2 separate regions of the Mus musculus genome follow, and region 2 is linked to region 1. Evidence: chromatin contacts called from public promoter capture Hi-C data. All regions are on one chromosome and are shown on one strand. The core of a region is the stretch at or near the end of the contact, and the rest is flanking DNA. Distances in the headings are between cores, read along the strand shown. Region 1 holds the start of Siah2 (siah E3 ubiquitin protein ligase 2). Region 2 holds the start of Ccnl1 (cyclin L1).

The links. Promoter capture Hi-C pulls out the DNA fragments that hold promoters and counts their contacts.
Region 2: a contact with region 1 is called in a promoter capture Hi-C map of pre-B cells, with 6 times the contacts expected there. The contact joins the promoter of Ccnl1 here to the promoter of Siah2 in region 1. A contact is called at or near these places in 2 of 39 promoter capture datasets (liver and pre-B cells).

What each region holds. Positions count from the first base shown.
Region 1 is chr3:58,688,167-58,694,723 of GRCm38.p6, forward strand. Siah2 (siah E3 ubiquitin protein ligase 2) reads right to left here and starts at 4,222. Exons shown (of 2, transcript NM_009174.3): 1 at 3,230-4,222. The coding sequence starts at 3,649. 4930593A02Rik (RIKEN cDNA 4930593A02 gene) reads left to right here and starts at 4,423. Exons shown (of 9, transcript NR_045167.1): 1 at 4,423-4,455.
Region 2 is chr3:65,955,552-65,962,108 of GRCm38.p6, forward strand. It overlaps Ccnl1 (cyclin L1), which reads right to left and starts at 2,698. Exons shown (of 11, transcript NM_019937.4): 1 at 2,257-2,698; 2 at 1,950-2,024; 3 at 1,302-1,411. The coding sequence starts at 2,577.

The sequences.
Region 1 (6,557 bases), core at 2,972-5,471:
GCTTTAAGGCACCAAAGAAAGAAACTGAAGAAGATACCAGAAGATGGAAAGATTCCCCCATGCTCATGGATTGGTAGAATATAGTAAAAATGGCCACCTTACCAAAAGCAATCTACAGATTTAATGCAATTTCCATACATATTCCAATTATTCACAGATCTTAAAAGGACAATTCTCAGCTTCGTATTGAAACACAAATAAACCCAAGAAAGCTAAAACAATCCTGGACAATAAAAGAACTGCTGGAGGTTTCATCATTCCCAATTCCAAGTTGTACTACAGAGCTATCTAATACAAACCACATGGCGTTGGCACAAAACCAGAGACTGATCAATGGATGAAACTGAAAACCCAGATGCAAACACAGACCTATGGACATTTAATTTTTTATAAAGAAACCAGAAGTACACACTAGAAAAAAGGATGCATCTTCAGCAAATGGTGCTGGTCCAACCGGATACCTGTATGCATAAGACTCCAATACTCATCACCCCACAAAGCTCAACTCTAGATGGGTCAAAGACCTCAACATGAAACCAGATACACTGAATCTGATAGAAGAGAAAGTGGGGAATAGCCTTGAGCTCATTGGCACAGGAAAGGAATTTCTAAACAGAACACTGTTAGCATGGGTACTAAGATCAACCCATGGATCTGAAAAGCTTCTGTAAGGCAAAGGACACCGTCATTCAGACAAAATGCAGACGATAGAACTGGGAAAGATTTTCACCAACTCCACGCCTGACAGAGGGCTAATACCTAAACCATATAAAGAATTCAACACACTAGGTGTCAACAAACCAAATAATCCAATTTTTCAAAATGGGATACAGATCTAAACAGAGAATTCTCAACGGGGGAAACGTAAAGTGGCAGAGAAACACCTTAAGAAATGTTTGGCATCCTTAGCCATCAGGGGAATATAAATCAAAATGACTTTGAGATTCTATTTTCTGCCTGTCAGAATGGCTGAGTTCAGTAACACAAGAGACAGCCTCATGCCGGTGAGGATGTGGAATAAGAGGAGCACCCATGCACTGTTGGGAGGAGTGTGAATTCACACAGCCGCAGTGGTAATCAGTGTGGTGGTTCCTCAGGAAGATGGGGATCTACCTCAAGACTCAGCTCTACCACTCTTGGGCACATATCCAAAGGGTGCTTCCTCCTACCGCAGTGACACTCGTTCAGACATGTTCATAATTCCTAGATGTCTCCCTAAAGAAGAATGGATAGAGAACGTGTGGAACGGTTTACACAGTGAGTATTACTCAGTCATTAAGAAGAATGCCATTTGCAGGTAAATAGAATTAGAAAGAGTTTATCCTGAGCGAGGCACAGTGATGGAGGACAGATGCTGACACACAGCATGCACAGGGTCCTCTGGGTGTATATTACGGCTTCCAGAATGGGAGAACAAGTGGGTCTCTGGCTGTGCCTTCTCTGGCTCCTTTCCTTATCGTTACCATTCCTTAGAAGCTTATTCTTTTCTAATGAGAGACAGAAAGGGGGATCAGAATGCAAGGGGAGGTGGGAAGGAACTGGGAGGAGCAGAGGGAGGGGAAATTATAATCAGGTTGTATTATAGGAGGGGGAAAATCTGCTTCCAATAAAAGGGGGCGGCATGAAACTATTTTATCCGAATTGCCCAGATGCAGCACCTGAGTTGAGTGAATTAGTAAGCAGGACCTGGGGTGGGGCTAAAGGCAAGCAAGTTAATAAGCTGACCCTATAGCCTAAACCCTTATTTGAATAAGCTATTTTAATTGGGTTTGTAGCTGGGCAGAAGGCCAAAGTAACTCACTCATTTTACTGACTTGACTATGAAGCCTAAAACGAAAATTTCCAGTGAGCTATTTTTAATTTAAAACAGCTCTTGCCCTAAAAATTAATCACTAAGGAGATAGGCAAGACAAAACAGTCTCAGGTAGAACAATTACTTTCATTAAAAAAAATCTCAGAAATATTAACATTATTCCCACCTATAAGTTCAGAAAATGAACTCCTTGACAGAGGTCTAGGTTAGAAAGAGGCATATAAATGAGACTGTGGGGAGTTTTGTAAGGGTTTCAGTGTTGGCAACAGGATGTTATAGCAGAACCACACAATGTAATGCTATCAGTCATTTAAAATACAGGAGATCAAGTCAAGTTTCAGGTGAGGATATTATTAGTAAACCTGGTTGGCAGAGGAAAAAAAAAACACTATCTCTGTGAGTATTAAAAAAAAGAAGCTTTCAGATATAGACATGCATGATTCCATTAATTTAGCCGTGAGGATGTAAACACAGGTCCTAAACAAACCATTGGAGCCATGGGAATGAGAGCTCGGACTTTGACTTGTGGTTTGCCCACCCCACCCCACCCCCCAGCACAGGCAACTAAATAAAATGCTGTCACTGGAGAGAGAACTAATAACGCTCTTAAGTGTCTGCGTTGAGTCCTTGTGGACTCGAGTTCATCGCAGTTAGTCAAACAAACAAACCAAAACAAAAACCAAACAGCAGCTACAACTTCTGAGTCCTCCGCAAGTCTGGGAAGCTGAGAGAAGGCGTGGCTTGCTGGGTTTTCTGGGCTCCCGTGCTAAGCAGGCAGTATCCGCTTCCCCTTACAAAGCGCTCTCTCAAGTGCTCCAGATCTTGGGCACTGGGTCCAGGAGGAATCCAGGACCGTTCTCGCCAAGCTCAGCGCTGGAAACCGTCCGCTTCCTTCCTCCACAATCTCCACTGCCAGCTTCCCTGTTCACATTAAGCTGCCCAGGCTTTATAGAGCACACCCCTGCGGTGGACGCGGCGGCACTTGGCTGGGAGAGCTGGGATGCTTCTAAACCGTCATCAAGTGCCAACTTATCTACAGTCAGTGCTCCGGCAAACGTCAACCCTAGTTGCTAGTTCCCAAAATGGACAGGTTGGCCTGGAAACAATAGACAAGGTACACACACGTACACACCGGAGACAGAGAGAGTGCGCCAGAGAGAGAGAGAGAGAGAGAGAGAGAGAGAGAGAGAGAGAGAGAGAGAGAGAGAGAGAGAGAGAGAGAGAGAGGGAGGAGAGAGAGAGAGACAGACAGAGAGAGAGAGAGAGAGAGAGAGAGAGAGAGAGGAGAGGAGAAAGACAGACAGACAGATGGAAACAGTGAAATGCCATTCGCCTCTTAGGGCCTTCAAGTGCGCTGGAGGGCACCGGAACTCTGGAAGGTTCCTTGGCAGATCTGCGGATGGTGGCTGGACTTACCTTACAGGGAAACAGAACTGCCGAGGCGACCTTCTCCATAGCCAGGTTCCTGATGCTGGGCGTTAGGGCGCCCCTGCACGTCGGGCAGCAGCTTAACTTCTGGCGGCATTGGTTACACACCAGGTGCCCGGCCTGGCACTGCAGAATGGGGGGCAGGACATAGTCAAAGCAGACCGGGCACTCGAAGAGCGAGGTCAGCTCGTGGTGCTGCGGGGACACCGGGTCGGCCCCGCCGCCGGCTCCGGGGCCTGAGATCACCGCTGCCGCGGCGGGCACCGCGGACGAGCCGGGGCCCGCTGCCGAGATGGTGGCGGCGGCCGGGGGCGCAGCCGGGGACGGGGCGTGCGGGGTCTGAGGCGGCGGCGGCTGCTTGCTGCAGGGTTTGTTAGCGCTGGGGCCGGTGGAGGACGGGCGGCTCATCGCGCTCCGAGCCCACCATGGACCTGCGGGCGTCTGCCTGCCGCGGGGCCGCCCGGGTTAAGGCGGTGCGCGCCCCGCGGGTGGCGGGCTCCGGGGCAACGCCACGGCGCCCAGCCCGGGGGACCCAGCGCGGACCCGACCGGCACCGGGAGGGCGGGGACCGGACCGCGCCGATCCTCTCGGCGGCACCCGGATGGTCGTCGCTCTCGGGGCTCGCGGCCGTGCGGTGCCCTCCTCCGGCGGCGTTCTGGTGCGCAGAGCCCTGGCCCACTCGCTTCAGGAGCGGCAGCTGACGCAAGCCCCGGGGGCGCGCGCGGACGTGACGCTAAGACACGTGTGCGGCCGACCCGGCACTCAGGGACTGGCAGAGCCACCCTGCGGCCCGCGCAGCTCCGCCCGACCCAGCTGGCAGCGCCCGAGCGGTTTCCTCGCTGGGAGCCCTTGAATGAGTCGATCGCCGCCGCGTGGGGTCGCTTCTCTGCGACAGTGGAAGCCGGCAGCCCAGGGAAAGGACGTAGCCCGAGTCTCCCGACCCTTCCCAGGGGACCTACGCCGACCCGCACCGACTCCAGCTAGAAGGGCAACTGCTGGCCCGGCGTGGGCGTGGAGGGCGCGCGAGTGCGCCGGGGGCGGGGCGGGGCTGGGCGGGGCGGGGGGCGGGGCTCGGAATCCCACGTTTCTTTTAGCCATTGACGCGCTGGAGCAGCTGGCGATCAGGCTACTCGGCCGGTAGCTTGACACGCGGGGGCGGGACCCGGAGTCGGGCGGGAGCCGCGCGAAGGCCTCGGGTGTGGCCCGGCAGTTAGGTACGAGGGTGGGCTCTTCAGTGGTTGGGACCTTAACGCTAGGTTTTCCTTCGAAAGCCCACTGGCGAAAGCTTCTTGGAATTGGCCGCCTCTGATTGAGAGAACCTGAACCTCTTTGACAACTCTGACTCGATGGAGAATTAAAACCTCCAAGGAATACCATACACGTGGGTTGGGTTTGTGAGGCCCCAAATGACAGGAGACCCTCTGGTGCCTGAGTCCTTAACGTCTAGTCCTGGTCCAAACCTTAGGCTTTTAGCTTACTTACCTGGGGCTTTGGGAAGAAGGAAATGGGTGAGGTCAACCTACCCCTTACCAACCCTCAGCTTGACAGGATTGGTGCTGGATTCTTCCTGAGTTGTCTTTGTACACCCGACATATGGAAAGTCTCTAAGATCCCCATCTTAGAGGTGTAAAAGGCACCCACGGGAGCTGGAGGGACGCCTCAACATACTACTCTTAGAGGACCAGACTTTGGTCCCCAGCACCCACAACTGCCTGTAACCCCAGCTCCAGGGGATCTGATACCATTTGGTACCAGTACACATTATATACACACATGCCCATAAATAAAAATAAACCTTAAGTGTGGTGGGGGTGGGACAGGGGACATCTACAGCCTACCTTCCGGTCTAGCAATAAGAGAACTCTCCGAGGGTTCCCCTAGTCTCAGTAAAACTTATTTCCAGGTACTCTTCACCATTCAGAACCCCAGAATTAGAGAGCGCCTGAGAGTTTGGAGTGAACCGTATAATGGACATACCCTGCACACAATTGCTATGGCAAGCGTTTTATGCCTGAACTGATGACACTGGAATTGGAAAAAGCTAGTATTGATACTCTTTGTAGGAAAACAGAGATTAGTCAGGATAGGGTAAAATAGTGCCCTGTGACTTCGAGCGAAATTCTTTTTAATATCCTGACTTAGTTTGTGACTGTCTTGTGTGCACACGTGGAGGTCAGAGGACAGGTTTGTGGGAGTCGACTTTCTCAAGTTGGCAGGCTTGATGCAGGCACCACTACCCTCCTGAGCCACCTTCCTGGCTCCAGTCTCCTACTCTGTAAAAGTGAATTTAAACAATTTGAGTTTCTCTGTGCCATTCTTGTAGAACCTCATCCATCATAGCCACCTTGTAAATGATAGCCGTAGTTTAAAAATAACAGTGAATATTTATTATTAGAGTCAATGAATAGAATCTGCTCAAAGAAAAAAAAACAAAGTTAAATTTTGTAATCTAGAAAGACTTCATGAGTAACTGGGTTATCTAAAGTTGTAGAGAAAAACTTAGTGATACATGCCACCTAATCACCCTGCAAATATTCCCTTTGTGTATGCCAGCCACTGTCCTGAGAAGAGTTCTTACTCATTTAAATTCTAGGACAGAAGCAGGAGTGGTAAACCGCTCAGGCAGGGCAAAGGATCTCCGAGGTTTGGGAAATGTCCAGACTGCAGGCCTATAAACTCAGCTCCTTAGGGGTGCTGAGTGAGAAGGATGCTAAACTCAAAGGCTACCTGAGTTACAAAGTGACTTCAAGGCCGGCATGAACAACTTAGTGATACTGTCTACAGTTGAAAAGAAAGGCTAGGGGTGTAGCTTAGTGGCATGGTGTTTGTCTGGCTTATGCAAGGTCTTAGGTTCAATTCCTAGTAATTCGAAAAGGGAAAAGAATACAGTGGGGGTTTGGGGGGTGGAAAGACTGTGAAAAGTGGATGCACACAGAGGATGTATTACAGATGGACTGGCACTTGGTGTGTGTAGTGGGAGTGTTACATACACTAGCTATGTATGAAACTAGTATATGGACAGCTAACAAAGGAATAAGGCATCTGCCTCCGATTCACCTTGGGTTTTGTTTTTGTTTTTTCAAGACAGGGTTTCTCTGTGTAGCCCTGGCTGTCCAAGAACTCACTCAGTAGACCAGGCTGGCCTCGAACTCAGAAATCTGCCTGCCTCTGCCTCCCAAGTGCTGGGATGAAAGGGGTGTGCCACCACTGACCAGCTCACTGTGGCCTTTTTTTTTTTTTTTAAAGCCCTGTAATATACTGAACTTGAACTTCTAGATTGGTGCTATGGGGACTATAAAATAGTATTTATTGAGCA
Region 2 (6,557 bases), core at 1,448-3,947, 7.3 Mb after region 1:
GATGATCCTATTCTGACACCTAGGAAGGAAGAAGTCCCACAGAAAAACACCAAACGATCATGTGATTATAGTTGGCTCAACAACTCATATACTACTAGAAAATGTTCCTTTATTCACTAAAAATAAGAATTCTGTATTTCAGTGTTTTGTAAAAACACCCTGAAAAAAAAAATCAGCCATGTAATCTAAAATACAAGTATAAGCTCAGAACATACTAAACACTAATTTGAAACTCCCCCATTTCTCAACTTTCTTCACAAAGAACTAAAAATGTTTTCAAACAGAAGAAATTGTATCTGGGCACATAGTTAGAAAAGATGGGGCTGAATAGTATAGAGAAAAAAATGCTATAAAAATTGACTGTGTTACTCATTTCAAACTTCCACTACCACCAACTTATAGCTTCCACAATAAAGACTACCTATGTTCAATACGCATTAGGACTAAGCAACACCCAACTCCCAAAACAGGTTATCTTGTCATAGCTAAATTCCTTCCAAGCTCACAGTTCCTTAGAAACTAATCTACACCACAAATATCCATCAGCCTGTCCTAGAATCACCTGTAGAGCCTGGAGTACTGCAACAAGCTTTGGTACTGCCTTATAGGCCCACATAAAGTTACCAGGGTATCACTACACCTAAAAGATACTGTTTCAGACTCTATTTTCTTACAAGATCGAATAAAGAGCCCTATCTGAAGCAACTCAATGAGTTATTTTTCTAAGGAACTCACTGAGACTACATCTGACCAAAACAGAATACCTGTTCAATCCCTTTGACTTCAAACTTTATCATCCTCCAGTCCTTTCAGATGCGGCATTATGCGATATATCGTAGTTCAATGTTGAGAAGTACTCTAACAAAAGCCAACCTCAATTGATGAAGAAACTGGGACTCCAAGCAGAAAAACGACCTACACGGAACTTTGCCACAACATTAACTTGAACTACAGGGCTTACATGTCCAGCCTTCAGTTTTCCAGAGAGGGGAGGGGAAACACAACTTACAGAATACACTCCCACTTGAGCCAACCGTACTCCCTTTCTTGTTTAATCTTAAGCCAAGGGACTGGCTTCACAGCACTCTAGAATTGTCCACAATGCAACTGTCTCTACAAACTTCAGATAGCTGGTTAATGGAGGGGATTTTAAAAGTTTCAATGTTCCTACGTGAATTTCAGCACCTAATGTCCGCTTTCTTTTGCATCCACACTGACTTGAGGGAGGGGAGAAGATGTTTTGACTGGATGATTGGTGCACAGTACAGCAAGAGATACTATGTTCAACAGGCCAATCTTACCTTTTTCCTCTTAACTGGCGGAGGTGGTGGAATACATTAATCACATCTCTTATTCTTCTTGGCGCTTCTTCGATTTTTGACGCAAGATTAATACAGGCCATAGCAACAATCTGAAAGAACCCAGGTAAAAATCCAAGTGAAGTTAAACTAGAAACAGTTTAACAAAGTCTAACAACCCTTATTTTGTTTTGTTTTTAGATAGGGCTTCTCTGTGTAGTCCTGGCTTCCAGGAACTCCATCTGTATGTACATCTGCCTGCCCAAGGATGTGGGTCACCAAGGACCGGCAAAGAACCCTCTTTAGGATACAACGGGCTTTTTAGCGAAATAAAATCGAAGCTGACATTTTTAGACCAGCTCTTACGTTTTATTGCTCAACTGCTCTTAATTTTGGGTCAGAATCAAGCTACCTCTTGCTAGAATTGTGCAATGGCTTGAAAACGTAGTTCTTGGTTAACAGAGCACGTGAACTGGGGATCCATTTTCTAGTTCTTGAAACATTGCTCTACGGGCCCCATTTCCTTCTGGGTGGGAACGAGGTACAAAGGCCTAAGCTAACCACTCCCTTTCTGGAAAAGCTGGTTCCTACCCCCTTCCTCCCCGCTTCCGGATGAAGAAATCCCTTCTTGTCCGCCTCCGCCGCGCTTACCTCGAAACTGTGTTTGACGAACGACTTGGAGTAGAAGAACCGATGGAACAGCACCTGCCCTGTAGCCATCGCCACCTGCAGACGAGAGAGGAGAACGGAAGCGCCGGGGTCAGGCGGGCCCGCACCAGGCGCCGCCGCCATTTTGTGCGGCCGCTCGCTTCCCTTCCCCCGCCCGGGCCGCGCGGCGCCGCCCGCCCCCGCATCCCCACCCTCGCCCGCCCGAGCTCCCGCCGCCGCCGCCGCCCGGCGCAGGCTCCGGAGAAACCTGGCCGCGGCGGAGAGGCCCGCAACCAGCCGGGGTTCTCACCTGCGGCAGCCGGAGGAGGATGCCGGCGGCCTGGATGAGCTCGCAGCCCAAGATGCGCAGATCCGTCTCGCTGGGCAGGTCCAGGCCGTCCTGCATGGACGGGGTAGGCGAGAGCCGCTCCTCCGGGATCAGCGAGTGGTCGATGGTGAGCGACACCTCCGAATACAGGCGGTCGCCGATCAGGATCCCTCCGGTCGTGGTCGTCGTCGTGGTGGTCGTGCCGGAGCTGGAGCCGCCCGCGCTCGGGGCGGCGGACGAGGCGGAGGCGGCAGCGGCGGCGGCGGCGGCAGCGGTCGAGGTCGGGTGAGGCCCGGACGCCATAGTTCCAGCGAGCTCCACGCACGCCCGACGCAGCCGGAACCCAAAGCGAGACTAACCAGCGTCCTCGGCGCGACGGATCTTCCCGTGACCGCCGGCTTCCAGGCCGCCGCACGCAGCGTGCGCTTCCGCCCTGACGTCACCACGCCGACACGCCCTACCCCACCCCACTCCACTCCCCGCGCGCGCCAACGAGTTCCTCCGCGCTTCGGTCGGTGACACCGGGCGGAGGGGTCCGGATGGGCAGGGCGGGGCAGGGTGCTGGCGGCTCAGGGGTGGTAATGGCTTTAGTCACCGGATAACCCGGACTCTGGCCTGGTGAGTCGGCCCCGATACCCCTGCACGGTCTGCGCGTTGGTGACAGTCCGGCGGTCGGCGACACCGGAGTGTAACAAAGTGACTCTGAACCGGGCAGCTTCCCAGTTTGAGCGCCTGGGGTTTCCGGAAAGCTCCGAGCGCGCGTGGGTGTCGGGGTGTAGCCTAGAAAGGCATGCCTAGCCCTGACCTCACTTCGCCGGGTTTACAGTAATCTGGAAAATCCCTAGTTCCAAAAATAGGTTTATGGCGAGGACAGTACACGGGCGATTTCATTGCGCTGGGGAGTCTCGTCTTAAAGAGATGGTTTTTGTCAGAGTGGAGAGAAAGTAACTATCCCTGTGTCAATGAAGAGAAAAACACAGCTCTCATCTTACATGGAGTTTGGAATAACCTAAATCTGTGTTCCGGGACCATGGTCAATCAAAATGGCTCCAGGATAACCCATCATTTATTCCCTTTAAGATGAGAGCTGTGGTTTTTTTGTTTTTTTCGAGACAGTTTCTCTGTATAGTTCTGGCTGTCCTGAAACTCACTTTGTAGACCAGGCTGGCCCTGAACTCAGAAATCCGCCTGTCTTTGTCTCCCGAGTGCTGGGATTAAAGGCGTGCGCCACCACCGCCTGGCTGAGAGCTGTGGTCTTTTTCCATCCATACTAAAAGTCCCAAAAGCTGAGGTCGACCGTGAAACAATTGATCCTTCTGCCTCTGGCCTCCCATGATCTTTTTATTCCAGCTTAATCCTCTGAGATGGCCTTTAGGGAGAAAGAAAAATCTCCTGACTCAGTACAAAGGGTTGGAATTGTTATTTTGTTAAAGCTTACTTTCTTGAAAAGTGTCTTAACCTTGGACCTATAGAGCGCACTGAAAATTTGGATACATCTTAGTCACCAAAGCAAGGTATTTTCACAGCTCATTTTTACAAAGTGTGTTGGGACGGGCACTCTGGAGACAAAGACAGGTGGATCTCTGATTAGAGGGTCAGACTGATTCCAAGCCAGTAAGAGCTATATAATATCTTCAAAATGAAACAAAACCTCTTCCAAACAAAAGCTATATAGAGCAGGAAGTGGTGGCACAAGCCTTTAATCCCAGTACTCAACTAAAGCCTCAAAAACAAAAATTTTATGATTGTGATAGCTTTTTGTCACTGACAGATTACCTAGAAAGTCCACAATGAGGTTTAATTTTGGTTTATGGTCTCTGAGGTTTCAGGCTACAGCCATGTGGCCCTATACCTGTAGGACTGTGTAGGCAGAACTTTATGGTGTGAGACCTTGGTAAAAACAAATCCCTTGCCACCAACAAAGAGAAAGGGGAATATATCCAGGGATCTCCCTCCTCAAGTAGGTTGCCAACTCCTAATTGCTTGTCCAGCTGTGACCTCATCGTCGGATTAACCCATTTATGAGGTATTTGCCTTTGTGATTAAATCACCTCTCAGTGCTACTAACTAAGGACAAGCTCTTCACAGGGTCTGTATGTGGCAGGCATTTCATATCCAAACTTTCTGTGACAGCATAGGAGACACAAGTCCAGGGGACAGGTATGTCGGGACAAAACTTTTCCTAGTGAGACACTACTCACCTCAGATAGGGAACCTACCACAGACCAAAGTATGGATACCATCAGAGTGCAAACTTGGTGAACCAATGAGTTTTATTAGGGTTACTTACAGGAATATGGGTAAGGAGCAGAAATGATTTGGATAGCTGCACCACCAATGTGCAATTCTATGCATATATTAGGGTCGGCACAATTTAGTGAAAACTTTTTTGGTGATAATTAACTCAATTCCATGTGGACAATAAAGTTTAAGGTGTGACTCCATCAAAACTCTTTGTAAAGTACACGTGACATCTTCCATAAAGATGGGTTCTGTAGATTCACTACATGAGACACCTTCCATAATGATCAATTCTGTAAATGACATGCTCATGATACGGGTCTGGAGAAAGATCTGATGTGGTCTTGGCCACACAGCAGAAAAGGTCACCAGGCTATTAGTCACATCTGCTCTCGGCCTTCTGGGTGGATAGAAGGTTATATACCCTTGTTTGAAGGAACAACCCTGTCTTTAACATTACTGGTTCCTACCTGTAAAGGTGGTACACACCTTTAGTCCTGGCACTTGGGAGGCAGAGGCAGGTGGGTCTCTAAGTTTGAGGGTAGTGCCTGTTCTACAGAACAAGTTCCAGGACAGCCAGAGCTACACAGAGAAACCCTGTCTTGAAAAACAAAACATTCTTGGTTCCCCTGTTGCTTATCTGTTGAGCACAGGACTTTTGTTCCTCCCACAGGAAGAGATGGCTGAACATGTTATAAATGCTTGCTCCTCATTATGTCACCAAACTACTGTTACTATTTCTTTTTTCAAAATTGTCCATGACTAATCCAGAAGATGGGAGGTAATGGGCTAGTAACTGGACTCTACGAGGTTTTTGCTCGTTAAGTAACTGTCATATTCTTTCTGTGATATAATCTAAGTTTGGAAAAACCATTACATTATTTGTAAGTTATTATGGAGAAAGTTTTGTTTCCAAATTACTATCCACTTAAAACAGCCACGTTAAAATGTGGAAAGACAAGGCTTGTTTAGAATTACCAAGAATTCAGGGAAGAGTAAAGATACGTGTTATTCATAGAAAAGCATTAGTGGAAATGAATCCAGTCAAGTGAGGCCGTTGGGAGGCAAATGACTATGTTGAATAAGTGAAAATGTGTGTATACGCACGTAATATTCTATTATTATTTATTATTGTGGCCCAGGTTGGCCATGGATTCATTGCAGCCATCTTGCCTTAGCTTCCCAAGTGCTGGTATTACAAACCCAAGCCACCATACCCTGCCTTGCTTATCTTTATAGACAGGGATCCTACTAGTTCAACCTGAGTTCTGTGTGCCTGAAAGGAAACTTAGTGAAAGTAAAGTTACATTTTTACTGCTTTAAGACAGGTGGAATTCAGGTGATACCAGAAAGACTAATGGCTTTCCTGAGGCACTAAAGTATCTTATTCCCTGTGCTTAAATTGTTCTCATGTCATTAGATGCAGCCTTCTGGCAAGTGTGTCTTCTGGTTATCATTTAAACATCAGTTTTTAAGTTCTGAAACCAAAACTAGTATTATTTTTATTTCTTTAGTAATCATTCTTTCACTATTATACTACAGGAATTTAATAACACACCACAAAAATTGAGCCTGAAATTAAGCTCCAGAAGAAGGACTTCTGGGGCTGGAGAGATGGCTCAGCAGTTAAGAGCACTGACTGCTCTTCCAGAGATCCTGAGTTCAATTCCCAGCAACCACATGATGGCTCACAACCATCTATAATGGGATCTTTTGCTCTCTTCTGGGGTGTCTGCAGACAGCTACAGTGTTTAGAACATGCCACATGTTTCAAACCATTCTCTTTTTCAAACTGACCAACTCTAAAGTAGAGGAGTAAGACTCTTCAGAGGCTTTAAAACCCCCATCCCCAAGAAGAGATTTCATTTTCAGAGTGTCATCCTCTTTGCTTTGCAGAGGATTTTTTTTCTCTGTGTGTTTGCTACCTGGGTGTGCCCCTCACCCTCAATAAACACCTTCCTTTAACTGTTGGCTCTGTTTGTGGTGCTTGAGACTTCCTGTTGCTGCTTGATGCCTCCAGGGTTTTCTTGCTTTTAATTCTT